Regions from separate parts of the Sus scrofa genome. Here region 2 is linked to region 1. A link is a contact called in public promoter capture Hi-C data. All regions are on one chromosome and are shown on one strand. The core of a region is the stretch at or near the end of the contact, and the rest is flanking DNA. Distances in the headings are between cores, read along the strand shown.

What was found. Promoter capture Hi-C pulls out the DNA fragments that hold promoters and counts their contacts.
Region 2: a promoter capture Hi-C map of liver shows a contact between it and region 1, with 5 times the contacts expected there. The contact joins the promoter of SRP72 here to the promoter of EXOC1 in region 1. A contact is called at or near these places in 1 of 5 promoter capture datasets (liver) and 2 of 2 datasets of contacts at active chromatin or transcription factors (alveolar macrophages and skeletal muscle).

What each region holds. Positions count from the first base shown.
Region 1 is chr8:55,187,385-55,191,404 of Sscrofa11.1, reverse strand. EXOC1 (exocyst complex component 1) reads right to left here and starts at 2,039. Exons shown (of 19, transcript XM_003356946.4): 1 at 1,857-2,039.
Region 2 is chr8:55,727,263-55,731,282 of Sscrofa11.1, reverse strand. SRP72 (signal recognition particle subunit SRP72) reads right to left here and starts at 2,081. Exons shown (of 20, transcript XM_021100536.1): 1 at 1,925-2,081; 2 at 21-141. The coding sequence starts at 2,036.

The DNA.
Region 1 (4,020 bases), core at 790-3,289:
AGCCAGTTGTATTGTCTCCCCCATTAAAAGTGTTTCCTTGGAGGCAAGGATCATGCCTCATTCATCTTGGTACTACTAGAACTTGGGAAAGACATAGCAGGCATTTAATAAACTAAGGAGTTCTCACTGCGACGCGGTGGGACTGGCAGTGTTTCTGGAGTGCTGGGATGCAGGTTCGATCCCCAGCCCAGCACCGTGGGTTAAGGATCAGGCATTGCTGCAACTTCGGCTGGGATCTGATCCTTGCCCAGGAACTCCATAGGCCATGGGATGGCCAAAAAAGAATAAATAAATAAACCAAAATAATAGAACCAAATAACATGACAACTAAAGCATTCTGCTGACTTCATCTACACATAATTTGTCCTTTCTGTTCCTACTGCCAACACACCAACCCTGATTCACTTCAACTATATCTATTTAACACTACAACATTTGGTTTTTTCTTTGCAAGCTTCCACATTCCCAAAACTCTCAACAAATAATACTAGAACATAGCTTTCATCACAATATGGTCTTGCTCAAAATTTTCTTAATGTTCCCAAATACAAACCTTCCACTCCAAGCCCTCTGTTCATTCTGGTCTTTAAATCTCTGCTTAGGTGCTTTTCCATGGAGTGAGTATAACCATAATTATACTTCATGGTTTTTATGAAGTTGATTCAATAAGGATCTTAATCCAAATTCATCTCTCAACTGCTAAAGCTCTTACTGCATTGCCTACACAATCAAGCACTTGCTACCTAACTGGTTCATAAACTCACAAGCTCCTGGACCTCAAGAACCCTCCTGAAAGAGAGAGGGCTTAGGGGCAGGCATAGCTCTATGTTCTTTCTTAGTAGGAACTGAAGGAGTACCTCTTCAGGTAACCTGAACTGGACAGTAAATCCATGATTACATGGATGACTCATAGGGGCTAGCATTGACCACACAGACCCTCTTTGGTCCAAAGCAAGGACTGACTGCATGGGAAGTGGTAAAACAAGAGGGACTGGGCATGGTTCATAAAGGAGTTAAAGGAGCATAATGAAAAGCGCTATGTGACCCTCATTCGTTCGGCAAATACTGGTGCCTCCTAAGTGCCAGGCACGGTGCTAGCTTACAGCGGCGAATACGACAGACATACCACGAAGACAGGAGAGCCATGCCTCCAATGGCAGCTGCATCCTAAGGGTAGAGTGATTAACTCTCCAGTCTTTACAGGGTTTTTTTTTTTTGTTAGTGGATAAATCATTAGAGGTCCGTCCAAACTTTTCCAGGTGAAAGCACCCACTCTGACAGCGTTCTGGGGAGTCAGCCACAAGATTCTGTGCTGGCTCCTGCTTCCCTAAATCCGGCTGGATCGTTAGTGTGTGATAAACGCCTGGCAGCAAGAGGGCCTTGTCAGCGGGTATGGGTTGGGCCCTGGAGGCTCCTGGACATTTTAGCGCGTGGATTACTGTCCTCCGAAGAGAACGCGAGGCACGGAGACGGGGAAGTGCACTTAAGAGACTAAGAAGAAAGCGGGGATTTGAACCCAAAAGGGAAAGGCACTGCCGCGCCCCCTCTCCGGACCCACAGTGGGGAGCGGACGGTCAGCGCTGTCTCGCACTGAAATGTGGAGCCCACGGGCGGGACCGGAGAGGGCCGTGAGCACTGCCCTCCCAACCCCAGGGACAGCGAGGTTGAGGGTGCGCGGCTGGACCCTGCGCCTCGCCCAGGCCGGTTAGAGAAGAGGGTCTGGCGGGAGGGACGGCAGCGGTACCCAATCGGGGCGCCGGGCCGGCAGCAGGACCCAGGACCCGCCGCACCCCTCGGCGTCCTCCGGTCCGCCCGTCTGCCGCCGGCACTGCTGGACTCCGCCGCCGAAGGCTTACCGCAAGGCCGGACGAGCCCGGCGATGCCCAGGCAGGTCCTCCAAGACCACGACAAGACGGGGCCCCCGCGGACCCGCTACTCGGACGCGCCCCTCAGCTGAGCGGCCAGCGGAAGGAGGCCTTCTGTCCCCACTTCCCGTTTCCGGGCACCTGACGCGCCTCCACGCCGGAAGTGGGCAGGAAGAGAAGAAAGGAGACGCGGCGGGGGCCCGGGGAGGGGGTGGGGCCAGTCTCGCCGGAGGGGCGCGTCCAGGGCCGGCGGGGGCGGAGCCTCATCGCCTGGCAGCTGACTGAGGACCTGGGGGCTTGGTGCTACCTGTTACTTTTTCTTGAACAGTTACTGATTCAGCTCTGCTCTTGATTTAAGAAGAGATCCGATTAAATGTGTCCGTTTTTGTACATGTAAAGCTCTGTTAACTCTAGATACTTGCTATTCGTAGCATGGAGTTTAAGTTAAATCAGAATTGGTGCGGTTGATTAAAAACGTGGTCCGTGGACCAGCTGCTTGGGTATCAACTGGGCTTCTTTAGAAAATACAGCCTCCCCAGCCTACTTCAGATCTGCTAAATGGGAATCTGCCTCTTAACAAGGTGACGCCTGTGTTCATTTAAGTTTGAGAAGCCCAGATTGCCAATGTTGCTGGTTTCAAGGCAAGTGACTTATTCCATATTCTTGGCACTTATACCATATTCTTGGCACCTGTTTGATGCCAGGCACTTTGATCCAGGTGTGGAGGTGGTTGGGGCATGAATTACACCCTGAAGAAGTTTACAGTGTGGTAGGGCCAAACAAAATAGACACAAATACATATACAGCAAGACCAAACAGGGCACATAAAATGTGCCAGTAATTCAAAGGAGTGATTTCTTTGCTCTAGTTGCAAACAGTCCTTTGCAAGGATTCTGCAGGGACCCCTTCATGCAAGTATTCTTTTATTTTACAAAGAGTGTCACCTCAATGCCAGGCGCTGAGTTAGGTGCTGGAGCTACAAAGACAGGGATCCCACTAAAAAGAGGGCTCACTGTGATTGGGGAGGTGATTAAACAGATGGATAAAGTACAGCCTAGTAAGGTAAACCAAACAACAAAAGAAGAAAATCTTAGGTGGAAAATGAAACAAGACCGAAAAAAAAAAAAAAAAAAAATCTGCATAACCCAGCCAAATCCAGACTTGCAGACTCCTTCTTATACAACAGGCCCATGTAATGAATGAATTCCTAAAGCCAAGATAGCCCAGAGGCCACAGACTACATGGTTCAACAAAACGACCCCTGTCTATAAAAGACCAAGCACTCCCCTGTGGTGGTGGTGGTGGTGGGGGGGTCCTGAGCCTTGCCTGCTCAGAGCTCCTGATCAATCTGTTGGTAAATAAACACTGCTTGCAATCTCATTGCTCTGGCTTCTGCCTCATTCTTCCCCACTGTTCAAATGGAAAAAAAGAGATAAATTACCATGGGAATGCAGAAGAGGGAGTAACTCACTTTGCTGAGATTGAATCACTGAGAAAGGGATAAGCTGTGCAAAGATAGAATTTGGTGGGAGAACAGCAAGGATAGTAGGGACTCATTTGCTACCGAGATCAATATGCTCCAGGCAGTGCTACTTGAAATGCTTTCCAGTTCCACTGAATGACTTCCCTTTTAGAGCAGGATCTGATCTAGTCGAATCATCCTAAAGACCTCTTAGATCCTTCCAGCTTGGGCCCAGAAGCTTACTGTGGACACCCTTTCTATGACAATTGTGTGTGCTGTTTTGTCCTATTATCTTTGGTTTTGTTTAGTTTTAAACCTATTTGCAGCCCTCAACATTGGGAAATGAATCACTTTTCAGAATCCCAGCCTTCTTCCCTAAACTCCAGATCTTTGTGTCCACTGCCTCCCCAACATTTCCACCTGGATATCTGTGAGGCATCTCAAACTTCACTGGACCTTCTAAGAAGCTTCATGAGTCAAAACTGTCCACTGAAAGTGAGAATGGAAGAAACGATTATCAGCTCCTGTCCACCTTTTTTTTTTTTTTCTTTTTTAAATGGCCTCATCTGTGGCATATGGACGTTCCCAGGCTGGGGGTTGGAGCTGCAGCTGCCAGCCTGTGCCACAGCTACTGCAATGCTGGACCCAAGTGGCATCTCTCACATGCACCACAGGTTGTGGTAATGCCAGATC
Region 2 (4,020 bases), core at 832-3,331, 540 kb before region 1:
CAATGAATTAAATCACTTACTTGGCTAATACTTTGGTGTGAGTATTGATGACATTCAAGGCTTCCTTGAAACTCCCATTCTGGATAAGGCACACCACTTTACAGTGTAGGGCAGTGACATCATCCTTGTGGATCTGCAGTACTAGAGAGCAATTGTAGGACAGCAACTTTTAAATCCATCTCATTTCTACACTTCCTGCCTCAGGAAGCTATAGTTCTAATTGCATTGCAGCATAAATGATTAGTCAAAACCCTTTTAAAATATTTATTTATTAGTGGCACCCATGGCATATGGAAGTTCCCAGGCCAAAGAAAGCAGTGACCTGAGCCACTGCAGAGACAACATTTGATCCTTAACCCATAGGGCCACAGTGGGAACTCTGCTGATCTTTATTTTTAACTTAAGAAGTGACAATAAGGGGAGTTAAGTTAGACTTTCAGTGAGATATCTTCCTAAGATGTATGTACTAAAAAAGCAAAGTGAAATAAAGAAGCAAGAATGGGAGTTCCCATCATGGCTCAGCGGAAACGAATCCAACTAGGAACCATGAGGTTGCAGGTTCAATCCCTGACCTCAATCAGTGGGTTAAGGATCCGGCGTTGCTGTGAGCTGTGGTGTAGGATGGTAGCAACAAGCTCTGATTCGACCCCGAGCCTGGGAACCTCCATATCCTAAGAAGACAAAAGGCAAAGTAACTAAATAAATAAACGTCCAATAAAAAAAGAGAAGAAGCAAGAATGAAGCTGTTTACTATAGCTTTTTCATCTTGGGACACACGCTACATCATACATATTTCATTACTTCACAGCAAAAGAAAAAAGTTCACATAGAACTTGGAAGCAAATGTCAGCTTTGAGTACAGGGTTGTCACTAATGCCTTGAGGTCCTGGACAAGTCATTTGACTGCCAAATCTCAATTTTCTTTTCTTTTTTGTCTTTCTGCCTTTTCTTGAGCTGCTCCCAAGGCATATGGAGGTTCCCAGGCTAGGCGTCTAATCGGAGCTGTAGCCACAGGCCTACGCCAGAGCCACAGCAACGCTGGGATCCGAGCCGCGTCTGCGACCCACACCACAGCTCACGGCCACGCCAGATCCTTAACCCACTGTTAAAGGATGAACAGTAAAGGCTGTTGAAAATTCACACTTGTATGTTACAGAAATACCTCGTATGTTATTTCTGTAACTACATTTCCACACCTAACAAATACAGGGAATATCTTCAGGTAAAAATTTACCTCGACAGAGCTTAAAAAGCATGGCCGTATTACACTTGGATGACGAAGGATAAAATATGGGCTGAACGTCATATCGGAGGAGCTGACTCGAAATGATCAGATAAACTTTGCTTTGCAAGGTTATTTCAAACGTCACTGCTTTTACACACTCTTTTTCTGGTGTGGGGCGGGCCTGTCTGCGGACGTCGGATCCAGCCCGAGCCTCTACCCCGAGTGGGTGCGGCTTCCACCTCGTCAGTGCTAGCTTCCCAATGACGTGTCCTAGGCGCTGCCTCCCCGCGCTGCGCCCCAAGAGAACAGGCCCCTCAGCGATACTGTCTCATCACCCCGCTAAAAGGCGGGCGAAAAGGACGCGATGGGAATGGAGCATTTGCAAGACTGGACGTGCAAACAGTGCAGTGTAATAAAAACACCTTGGAGGGGACTCCGGCAGCTGCAGTCCCTTCAGAGATGCCCTGGCCTCGCGCAGAAGGTAGAGAGGGAAGCAAACGTGGCCTGAAGCCGCCACGGACCCAGGGCCGGCCAGGACGCGGAGGGGCTGCGTCCCGCGTCCGCTGGGCGCTCCAGCCGCGGCGGCGGTGGGCTCTCCCCTCCCCGGGTCTGCCGGGAGGTGGTCACGCGCCCCCGAAGGAGGCCGCATCCTCCCGGCGGGCCGGCTCCCCCGGCCCCGGCGCCCACGCGGGCACTTACTCTTATTGACGGTTTTGAGAGCGCGCGTAAAGTCGCCGTTCTGGCCGTAACGGTTCACTTCGCTCCAGAGTGCAGGCACCGACACCCCCCCACCGCCGCCACCGCTCGCCATCTTGGCGGGGACGCGGGCGACCTCTGACCCGGAAGAGGATGCGGAGGGTCCGCGCGAAGCGGAAGCCGGGGCCGCGGGGCTCGGGGGTCGGAGGCACCCAGAACCGTGAGGCGGTGTCGGCTCCGCCGGCGTGGTTCGTAGAGCTAGGAGTGCACGTAGACAGAGCCGATGCGCCGTACTTGGAGCGGGTTGGAGGAACAACCCCTGAAGCCCGGGGCGGGGGGGCGGGTAGCGGGGCGGCGGCGGCGCAACGTGCGTTTCCGGGGTGGTGGCGGCGCAGCGTGCCTGCAGAGGCGGAGCTGGGCAGCAGTCCCCGGAGCCTAGGGGAGGCCTGTGTGGTGGGGAAGCACTGCTGGAAGCCGTGGGAGGCCTCGCTAGGGGAGGGCAGGGCCGAGTCGGCTTCCTGCTGCCTAGAACTGCCCCGAGGAATCACCGTCCGAAGGGGGTCTGGGCAGGGGATTCGGAAAACCTGGGGCTGGTTCTGGGTAATCCAGGCGGAGAAGCGAACATGAGGAAAGGCACAGAAAAAGCAAAGACTCTCCAGGCGCCAAGCATGTTTGGTGAATCCCCCTCGGCTGCCAGGTCGGGAGCAGTGGGCACTAAGGCCCGAAGGGTAATGAGTTTGGAGCGAGAATACCCAGGTACCATTCCTGGCTCTGCGACCCCCCAGATGTCTGACGGAGCGGGATGTCAGAGTCCCAGTTTTCGCCACCATAAAGTATGGGTGACGTATCAGGGTTGTAGGATAAATGATACCTACGCATCCGGGCACAATAAGCGCTGGAGTGACACAGGAATGTAGGGGTTAGGATGTGTTTGAGGGTCAGGACCGAGTACCTAAAGGAGTGTGCTCCTCCGGAGAATGACAGGCTCTTCCATTGAACGCCTCCTCTGCAGACCCATTTTTGGCACCATCTTACCGCTTCCTGCCACTCCCCGCCTCTTTCCCAGCAGCCTAGCTAATGCCTTTTCTATATCGCTGTGTCCTTCTGGTTCCAGAGAACAAGTTAGCACTCTGATTGCGCAGCAGTTCCCCCATGACACCCTCTTGGAGCTCTCTACCCTGAGCACTGCTCGTTTAAGGTCCGTCTCTCCACAGGGACTACAATTCCTAGTGGCCCTAGGATTTAGCACGTTTCCTGGCCTATAGTTGGAACGCTACTTTTTAACTGAATGGACTTTTACTTATTTCTCCCCTACTCTTTGCGTTCTTTGTGAGCAGAAGCGATGTCCAGCTCCTGGTTATGTCCCATGGCGCCTGGCACATTCCATCTGTGGTCCCTATGTGCAGTGGAGAAACGGCACTAATGGTCCAGTGAACTCTGCCTCAGGAGGGTACGATCTCTTGTGAGTTAGTACAAATCACCAGGAGAGCTGTGGACCTCTGCTGCCTGCATAACTGTCACACGTTTCAAGCCATTTATATCTGACTTTCAGATGGATGCAGAGAGCTCTAGATGATATTTGGTGTACCCGAAACTTTGTGGGAATTTTTCTGAAGATTTTGTAGCTTTCATCCAATTCTCCAAAGAAATTTATATCATCTCTCCCCCTGCCCACCTCCACCCCAAAAGTTAAGAATCACTGTCTTAGTAGTGCCTTTTCAGAAGGCTGACTTTATGTAAGGATTCACAATTTGCATTTCTGTAGACTATATACTTTGTAGCTTCTAGAAAGTTCCTTAGAATTCCTCTGCTGTGGATTCATATGGTTCTCTTTCTTTTTTCATTTGTAATGGTGTTTGTGCAAACAGGACATAAATGTATGAATTTAATCTGCATTTTTTGGGGGTGGCTTTTTAGGTCTGTACCCACAGCTTATGGAAGTTCCCTGGCTCAAGGTCAAATCAGTGCTATGGTTGCCGGCCTACACCACAGCTCACAGCAATGCCAGATCCTTAACCCACTGAGCAAGGCCAGGGATCAAACCCTCATCCTCATGGACACTAGTTGGGTTCATTACTACTGAGGCATGGGAACTCCTT